Regions from separate parts of the Mus musculus genome. Here region 1 is linked to region 2. The links are chromatin contacts, called in public promoter capture Hi-C maps. All regions are on one chromosome and are shown on one strand. Each heading gives the region's core, a stretch centred on a gene start, on an enhancer-like site or on the middle of the called end of the contact. The rest is flanking DNA. Distances are from core to core; before and after follow the strand shown. Region 1 overlaps Kif6 (kinesin family member 6). Region 2 holds the start of Daam2 (dishevelled associated activator of morphogenesis 2).

Region 1 (4,657 bases), core at 46-2,545, 270 kb after region 2:
GACAGGCCATAGAGTTTCTCCTTCTGTCCCAGTCCTGATAGAATCTGAGGAGTGAAAGCCTCCTCTGAGGGTGGCAGCCTTAAGGTCCCACCGAAAGACCCAGTGTGTTCTCTGTGGAGCTAACTGTACAGCACAAAGCATATTGTGTTACAATTGGGCATAGCCTGGGGACAGAGGAGACCTAGGACATGCCTACCTTGGCTCTCTTTCTTTGGCTTCTCTAGGAAGATGCACACCCTGTGACATGGCCTCAGTGAGCCTCAAGTACATTCAGGAGTGTGGGGGACAGACAGAGGCAGAAATGAGCCCTGACCAAAGAGGGTGGGGTGCCATGTACATCACCTCAGTGCCATTCAGACATTCCTTGTGGTGCTATTTTTACCACAGTAGTCATGAAATTGGTGTCAGATGAGCTGGGCCAGTTCCTCGATCTGAGAATGGGAGATAGCAGGGTTCTTTCCAGGGAAATGAGCTGGGGGTGCATGAAGGCCGTTAAGAACATGTTCCCCAAAGCCTTGGGCTGTGTTCCTCCAACAGTCAGAATGGGCTCATCGCCCGCATGAACTTAAACTAACAGACAAAGGTTGAGTATCTTCTGAATGCAAACCTTGAGCAAAACACTTGCGAGTCCGATAAAATGACAATCTGTGGCCCTGGAGGAATCTGCGTTTCCCTGGAAAGGAGTGTCATGCCCAGAGACAGTGTCTGCTGGACTGACTGTCCCAGACACAAGCCCGGGGAGGGACGATGTGTTCTATGTGGCTAGGACTGACTTTTTCAAAGATCAGCAGAGGTATTGGATAGTAGAAGAGAAGAAGTCTCTGGCAGGATGTGGTAAGGAGGAAAATGGCAGACTTTTTTTTTTTAAACACAGGAGTTCTGGTCTAGCACATACCAAGTCCTGAGTTCCTTTCTCAGCACAGCCTAAAGCAACTGTGGTGGAACACAAAGCCCAGTGCTTGGGAGGATAAAGGCAGGAGGGTCTGGAGTTCATGGTCATCCTAGAAGGATGGAAGTCAGCCTGAGCTACAAGAGATCCTCTCTCAAAAGACAAAAGTCTGTACATTTATCCAAAACTTAGCTGCGACCTAGGTTCTCCAGAGGACCCGCGTACACACCTGAAATGAGCATTCCCTCTGGAGGCTCCTTAGTCGAGAAGCTGGGGCAAGAAGCTACCCTTTTCCTCTAAAGGACCTACTTTCTGAGGCTGGGCTCCAGAATTTGTCCTGAGAGCAGAGCCAAGCCATGAGGGTTGGCCTACAAGTGGCAGTGGCAAATTAGGGTGTGAAAATTGGACATAAACTGGGGACCTCCCACAATGGGCTTTGGAATGGAGTGTATAACTAACTCCTGGTTAAGGACCAAGACCTTCCTCACCGGCCACAGGACGTAAGTCTGAATTACATAAGGTTAAATAGAAGCTAGACGCTAAAGCAGAACTTTGTGGATTCTGTAGCTTCCAATCTGGGTTCTAATTTATGCTACTAAATGTCTGGAAATTCAGAGAGAAGTTTAACAACCTAAAATGGGGCATAAAGGGGGAAACAGGAAGAACTGTGCCACCAGGAAGTAGATTCACAGATGTGCTCAGCATCAGGGGGAGGGGTGGTGCTTGGAGGCCTGTTTCTCATTTCCTCTAACCAGGCATTCCAAGCCCTATCCCTGTCCCCCTGTCCCCGTGGATTCACAGGCACAGCCTCTGGTCAGGCACCACCTGTCTGTCATCACCTCTCTGCTACAGGCTTGAGGGAGCCCCGGAGTCAGCTCTGTGGTCTGAATAAAGTGGCAATAAGCTTAATGGCGTCCCAAAATGATGTGACTGAAGCCATCCCCCCTGTGTCTCTAAATAGGGATGAGAGAGGAGATGTCACTGGGACGCCAGGAGGCTTTTGAGATTTTCAAGAGGGACCACGCTGACAGTGTCACCATCGAGGACAACAAACAGGTTCTGAAGCAGAGGTAAGATGGAGTCAGAGAGTTGCTGGTCCCCTCAGGTCAGGTAAGCCAGTCCAGAGACTCTGACCTTCTGAGTCGTCAGCCTACTGTCTGCAGGAAAGATCTAAAGTCTCCATGGTCTCACATTTCCCTGTGTGCACCCTGAGCTTTCCCATCCCAGTACTACTGTGACCCACTTGTAGATCAGGGGTCTACTACTGACGGCAGTAGCTCTATGGACAGTGCTCCCCTTGTATCTAATTCTCAGCAACCTAGGACTTTTTTTCCCCTCGAAGCAGGGTTTCTCTGTGTAGCCCTGGCTGTCCTGGAACTCACTCGGTAGACCAGGCTGGCCTCGAACTCAGAAATCTGCCTGCCTCTGCCTCCCAAGTGCTGGGATTAAAGTCATGCGCCACCACTGCCCAGCGCAACCTGGGACTCTTACAAGTGCCTTCATAATCTCCAGGGGAAAATAAGTCAAGCTGGGGGGGGGGGTGGCTGGGGGCCTGCGGCTAAGTGGGTCACGTGCTTGCTGTGCATGTGTGAGGACCTGAGTTCTAGTTACCAGCACTATGCCCTATAGTCCCAACAATGGAAAAGGAAGAGAGAGAGAGAGAGAGAGAGAGAGAGAGAGAGAAGAGCAGTTCTCTGGGGCTTGATGTCCAGCCTGAGCTGCAGGTTCAAGCCTCAAAAAAAAAAAAAAAAAAAAAGAAGCAATAGAAGACAATGGAATTGGCCTCTTCTTAGGTCCTCCATACGATTGGTTAAAATGGAGACTGGCATGGATAAAAGACTTGATGAGAGATGAAGGCTTAATACAGCCACTACAAAGGAAGGATGAGAAAGCTGACTGGAAGCTGTTTCCCAGGAACAGGAGCATATCTCAGAGTTCATCAGGAGCCCAGTAACACAACACAAGTCCAGCACTCTGGAGAGTGGACTAGACCCTCTTAATCCCAAGAAGTGTGTGCACCTTGTGACCCTATCAATTGTACCTGGAGGGTAAATATCCCACCTGGGCACCTAGCAGGGCAGATAGGAGAACTTTCATGGCTGCACTGCTTATAGCTGGGGATAGTTAAACGTGCTCTCAGTCCCCATGTTAAGCAGTCGACAGGCAATATAACAGAAAATCCATGGGTTAGGATGTAGTGTTGGTGTGATGGATTAGATGCTTGCACATCAACAAGCATAGATCTTAAAGGCAAAACTAGGAAGGAACACAGGTCCAAAAATTTACAAGTGTATTTACCCCAAACCAGAAACCTCCATACAAAAAGATCCACCAGAGTCTACCCTAGGAATGGGGGTAGACAGATGACTCACAGGTAACAGTGATTCCTACTTAAGCATGAAGGCCTGATTTCATATCCCAGCACCCATGTAAAACTCTGCACTTGACCACTCAAGGGCCTCTGACTTCAGTGCCGTGGGGATGGAGCCAGAGAGACCTTACACACACACACACACACACACACACACACACACACACACACAGTCACCCACCAACTATTAATGTTTTGTGTACCTAAGTCTTAAAACCACCAACATGAGCAGCATACTTCATTTTTGGTTCTCTGAAATCATGATGGTTCCTGGCTGCTTTAGGCTTGTATCTGAGACTGGATCTATGTCTGATGGGGAAGCAGATCATAGCTGTCAGGGTGGCTCTATCAAAGTCTTCTCCATACAAAGCTGCCCTGACCTCCAGTCCAGTAGAGTTCTGATAACCTAAGCAGCTATTGGATTTTACTGGAAAGCATACTTGCTTGCCCAGAGTGGGCAGAGCTGCCACTACTCCCACTTTCCTCTTGCTTCCTCTTGGCCATTGTGCAAAGGAATGGACAAGACTCATATATATATATGGAGAGAGAGAGAGAGAGAGAGAGAGAGAGAGAGAGAGAGAGAGAGTATATAGATAGAAAATATATATTTTTCCAGGCAATAAGTCAGTCTTTAAAGCCAATGAAAGAGAGGGAGTCAGTGCATGCGCTTCTGGTGTGCCTGAATGGTCTTGGGGAGGCTCAGCTTTCTGTATACAAACAAGAGAGATAAGATGTCACATAAACAGGACAGCTGCCCTTCATTGGCCTACAGCCCATTCTAAAAAGAAAATTCGACATCTGTTTGATGTTAATATAATGGTTTCATTAAGGAACTGCTCCATGCCAAGAGGCAGTGGAGTTAGTTCCACTGGGAGCCTTGCCCTCTCTGGACTTCTGTTCTTTTTCTCATCCGCAGACATTACTCACTTGTTAGAGACTACCGGCTATGTCGGGCAGGTTCTCTGGAGGCACACAACCAATGGGATAAATACTTACCACAAATGGGAATTATTAGATTGGCTAATGGGGTACAGTCTGGGGAGTCCAACGGGGGCATCTGCACACCAAAGAGACTGAGAACCCAGTAGCTGCCAGTCAACAAATAGAGAAGACTCAGTAGTCCCAGTCCAACCCCGTCAGCATGGAAATCTAACAGAGTCATCGATATTGTGTCCATGTTGGAAGGCAGAAGAAGACAGAGTCTAGAGTCAGTGAACAATTGGCAGTGACAGCCACATATCCTGCTTTTTATTGGGGCATCTTCAAAGCCAGGCCACCTGCTGGAAGGTGGTGCCAGCTTAGAGAGTGAGTCTTCCCTTCTCACTTAATTCTCCTTGGGAATATCCTCACAGACATGCCCAGAGGGGAGTCTCCTGGGTGATTCTAGACCTGTGCAT
Region 2 (4,851 bases), core at 594-3,093:
GTCATGTCTGCGTAAGCACGAGCCCCGTGCGCATCCACAGAGACCCAGCCACCACTGACACACTCTTCTTCCCTGTCTCACATCACCACCACGCACACACTTCATGGCATGGCTGCCTGCTCAGTCGTTTCCGGTACTTCCCAGGGGGTCAATTTGTATAATTTTTAAAATCCTCCCCAAATCTCAACTTCCTGTGGTTCTGTTTTTATTTCCAGATTTCCTTCCTTCCCGTGGTCTGTTCATTCTCTCTCTCTCTCTCTCTCTCTCTCTCTCTCTCTCTCTCTCTCTCTCTCTCTCTCTCCCCACACCCCCCACCATAGGGTGAGTCCAGGCTTCCTCCCTCCCATCTAAACACTGTTAGTTGGCTCTACTGCAAGATGTAAAACCAGAGACTTCAGAGACAGCATGGCTGCCAATCCAGGCTCTCTCTCCGTCACTTGTTTGTCATCCCTGCTACAGACACATGCACAGGACTGTACACTGTGTATTCTCTGGTTGGTGGACCCCTGTGGCCACCCCCCCAAAACAACCCTGCACAACTTCATTCTCTCCTGAGAAACAGATGCCACACAGAGAAGGACAACACAAAACTGGAAAAGCTCTTGAGAGTCAGAAAAGTGACTTCCGTGCCCCTGGGGACTTCCAGACAACCCCCCTGGGGTGGGGGGAGGACGCTGCCCTCCCCCCATCCCAGGAACTGGCCACACACTCCCCAGGGCTGCAGAGAAGCAGCCAAGGCAGAGAGAGAGAAGGGTTAAACCAAGCCCAGACTCCAGCAATCTGTGTTCAATTTTGATAAAAATCTCTCTTGCTCTCCCCTACCGCCCCCTCCCTCTGCCCACAGCTCAAACAAGTCTCTTTATGTTACCAGTATACATTTTGTTTTGGGTGTTGCAGCCCGTGTCCCTCCCAGAGAACCTGAAGTTAGCCCACTATGGGCACATGGGGCAGAAACATCCAACCCTGCTCCTGACACAGAGCTGGACACAGGACTATAGCAGCCAGCAGCACTATCATCTCCTCCTCCTCTCCTCCCTTCTCCTCCATCATATTCCTCCTGCCCTCCCTTCTCCTCCTCCTCCTTCTCTCCCACCCTGTTACCTGTGGCCACACTAAATCCTTTCTGCGTTGTTAGAATCCCAGTGCATCGAAGGTTAGACCCCAACATAGCAAGAGTTTGGACTGTCCCACAGGTGCCAAGGGCCACAGCCTGGGGATTCTCTCTCCCTGATCTCCCTGATGCTTCTCGGCATGCCCAAGGTCCCGCTATCTGAAGAACAAGAGCCACTCCACTAGGCTGCCCATCCTCCTTGTTAAGGCCCTGCCTACAAGTGGGAGCTGTCGGCTTGGAAAGACTTCAGTCCACCTAACAGAACGCACACACCGAAATGGGCAAAGTAGCCACCGAAGAAGTTGTCAGCATCTGGGAGCGGGGTGCTATCTATGTCGTTTCGCTCAAGCCATCAGGAGTCTAATTGCAAAGCCGCTAAAAAGTTTTCCAAAGTTTTCCGAAGCCGTGTACAGTGAGTGGCCCGATGCACACACTCCTCACTCCACCCCCTCTGCACGCACACACAGCCCACTCCAGGATCGGAGTCTCTGCAAACATTTTCCAGAACAAAACAGGCAGCTGCTGGAGGGGCTGCCTTTCCGACGCCAACGCAACAGGGAAAAGTAAAGCGGCAGAAAAGTGTCCTGATGTCTCCCCGCGCCTAAGTCTCCAGTGCTGCACCTACCCTGAGGCCCGCATGGCACGGTGAGGCTGCTGCTGTCCCGGCTTCCCGCAGGCACCGCGCTCCGCTTGCTCAGCTCAGTCCTTGGCTGCTCAGGACTCCGGAGAAAGCAGGCTGTTCCCTCCCGGCCGGCCTCGCGCCGCCGCCCGCCCCGCTCTGACGTCAGGCGTCTTGGAGCTAGGGATATTTATGGCTAGGAGAGACTCTGGCTTTTTCCCCTAGGTGCTGATCCGATGGCAGCAACTTGGGAGTTGATTTGCAGTTTTCACGCTGGGAACTGACTGGGACAGAGACAGCCACCGGTACACAGCAGGACCAGCAGGACTGGGGCCCGCTCTTTCTCACTTTGGCATCCAGCCCTTCTTGGGGGCTGCCTCTTTTTGGAAGCATATCAGGGTCAAAGAGGCTAAAAGTGGCCATCTAAGCAGAAGCCTCCCCTCCTCTGGCCAACTAGCAGAGGACCATGTGGGGAGCCAACTATCAGGCTGGAAAGCAGGGTGCCTTCGCTGGTCAGTGTATGCCTGGAAGGTGTTGGCAAGAGAGATAAGCCAGCAGCACAGAGCAACCACTAATTAGAAGGCTTGCACCACACCCTAACAACTTTTCCACTTCTTCTTTGGGAATTCATAGGGTTTTTTATAAAATTTATTTTTATTAAATTATGTTCCACACTCCTTGCCTCTTTGTATGCTTTTTCCAACTCAGAGCTGGCCAGTTCATCCGACCCTATTGCTTATACACGTAGTTCACGCCATATACAATAGCTTATTCATCCTCCAAAAGCTTGCATTTAGTGTTTTAAAATGTGGGGTTGTGGGTCTCGTTGGCCAAACCGGAAATGGTGTCAGTTAAGAGCAGCTGTCTCTATAACCCACAGTACCTTGCATGCCTATTTATTGTGTACCCTGCCCACACCCAGATGTCCCCCTTTCCAACTATTTATTGTCAATATTGGCAGCCACGTAGCAAGTCCTACATAAAAGCAATCTATTATTGTTATTATTGTTAAGAGAGGGGGAGTGGAAAATTATTTAGGTGTAGGAGACATATGGTTGACTTATTTACTGACCATCTGCAGTGAACCATCTCCTTTCTGAATTATCCCACAAGCAAACTTTATTGTGCCATCATAAAGAAACATGGGATGGGTTGAGCAAAACAGGAAAGGAAACCGAAGGAAAGGGAATGGTCTCATTAGCACCGGCCCCCTGAAGCAGTTGGGAGTGTGTGTCTGCAAGACACAAACCACTGAGAGACATCTCTCCAGACAAAATGAGGAGCGGGATACATTGAAAGATGGGCAGATCTGAGAGCTGACTGGCAAGGTTCTTCAACTGGTCAAGGTACTGGTGGACAAGCCTGAAGACCTCAGCTGATTCCCAGAGCCTGCCTACATGGTGGAAAGAGAGAGACATAACTGCTGCTCGATGTCTTCTGACCTCCACAGGCATGTGGTGGCACATTCTACAAGTTCATAAACACACACACACACACATACACACACACACAACCAAACAACCAATCTAGCATATAGGAAAAAAAATAAATTTCTCACACACAAAAAATAAACAGACAAAATAAAAAAAAACCCTTAAACTTATTTAAATAAAATTTAAAGACAATTTTTGAAAACTTTTAAAAAAATCAAAAGGGAAAGAAGAGGTGAGGCAGAGCTGGGATGGGAAAAAAAATAAGAAAAGCTCAAATCAGAAGAAATTGGTGCTGAGATTTTTGTTTTTTTTTTTTTTTTTTTTTTTTAGGCCAGTGAGTCCCAAAGGGTTTTGTGAAATGGGATGGCACCCCATACCAATCCTAGCGCACCAAGTCCCAATAGGAGTCCGCCATCTTGAAGAGCTCCCATCTCCTAGGACTGTCTCCTGAGCATCACTGAGTCACTGAGCCTCTAAAGTGCACTCACTGGGAGGCTTTCTCTTCCCAGAGCAGGCAGCTCAGAGCACCACAAACTTCCAAAGAGCGTGGATCAGGGTGGGGAACAGGCTTCTCAAACCCTTCTCCTCACTCCCTCAAGGGGCCGGGCAGACTTCCCAGCAGCACTCGGGAGAAGAACATGTGATATAAGTGTGGAAGACGATGATGGAGAGAACTCAGACTGTGGAGGCCACGCTGGAGGGCCCAGCCCACTTCTCACTGCTTCAGTTAACTGTGGCAAGGGATGATCTCAGGCCATGTTCCTGAAGATCAATGTCACCTGCCAAATAGCCGGACTGCAGCACTCAGCTATCTGCTCAAGTATTATTCTGGATCTTTCCAGGGAAATGGTTTGGGATGAGATTAATATTTAAATGGGTAGATTCTGAGGAATTCGGACGAGACCTCCTCATCTAATTGATGAAGGCTGTGAAGACCCCAAGAAAAAGCTGAGGGAGCTCTCCTCCTTCCACAGCCCTGCAGAGGCTGTGAGAATCCTCCTGCCAGACAGACTTGAACCTTGACTTCCAACCAGTTCAGCGACTTACCACCAGTTCAGCTTGCTAGCTAACCCAGCAGACGGGTTACTCCCCAAATCTCCACACATAGTTGTGTGAATCAATCTCTCCCTGTCCCTACCTCGGTCATGCTCCCTCCCCCTCCTCTCCTCCTTTCTCCACCTCTCTGAGTTTCTTTCCCCCCCCATACCTCTCTCTTCTCCCTGCTCTCCCTACCCTGTCCTCCTATCTCTCTCTCCTGCCCCTCTTTCCTACCTTCCCTTCTCTTTCCCCCCTTGTCTCTCCTCACCCTCTGATCCAGTCTGTTTCAGTGGAAGTAATGCAACTGGTGGTAAGGGGAGCCATGAGAAGAGTGTTCCTCACCCAAGGTAAAGCCCGTTCCTGCGTCCATTTCAAAGCCTTGCTATGAAGGTCAAACCATTCAGAACTGATAGAAAATCTCCACCTCAGCTGAGTTTGAAAACACACACCTGTGATTCCAACTCCTCTAGAGGCTCAGGCAGGAGGATTATGGCTCTAGCCTGGGCTAGTGACTTTCTATCCATGGTGGGGAAGCAAAGAGAATAACAGGGAGAGGTAAGAGAGAATGGGGAGGGAAAAAGGAAGGGAGGGAGGGGAAGGAGTCTTTTACCTCACAAAGTTCTTCTGAGACTGAGGTGGTGAACCACAGA

The links. Promoter capture Hi-C pulls out the DNA fragments that hold promoters and counts their contacts.
Region 1: a contact with region 2 is called in a promoter capture Hi-C map of cranial neural crest. The contact joins the enhancer-like site here to the promoter of Daam2 in region 2. A contact is called at or near these places in 6 of 39 promoter capture datasets (the HPC-7 cell line, cranial neural crest, frontonasal cranial neural crest and 3 more), 2 of 484 Hi-C or Micro-C datasets (MC3T3-E1-derived osteoblasts and nephron progenitors) and 3 of 115 datasets of contacts at active chromatin or transcription factors (the NIH/3T3 cell line, astrocytes and fibro-adipogenic progenitors).

Annotation. Positions count from the first base shown.
Region 1 is chr17:49,830,291-49,834,947 of GRCm38.p6, forward strand. Kif6 (kinesin family member 6) reads left to right here. Exons shown (of 23, transcript NM_177052.3): 14 at 1,851-1,959. Among named protein-coding and RNA genes, the nearest start is that of Gm16555, 11 kb to the left of the region's middle. Within about 2 kb of position 1,296, at least 13 of the 459 cell types and tissues checked have an H3K27ac peak or open chromatin away from gene starts, as enhancers often do.
Region 2 is chr17:49,562,467-49,567,317 of GRCm38.p6, forward strand. Daam2 (dishevelled associated activator of morphogenesis 2) reads right to left here and starts at 1,844. Exons shown (of 25, transcript NM_001379372.1): 1 at 1,737-1,844.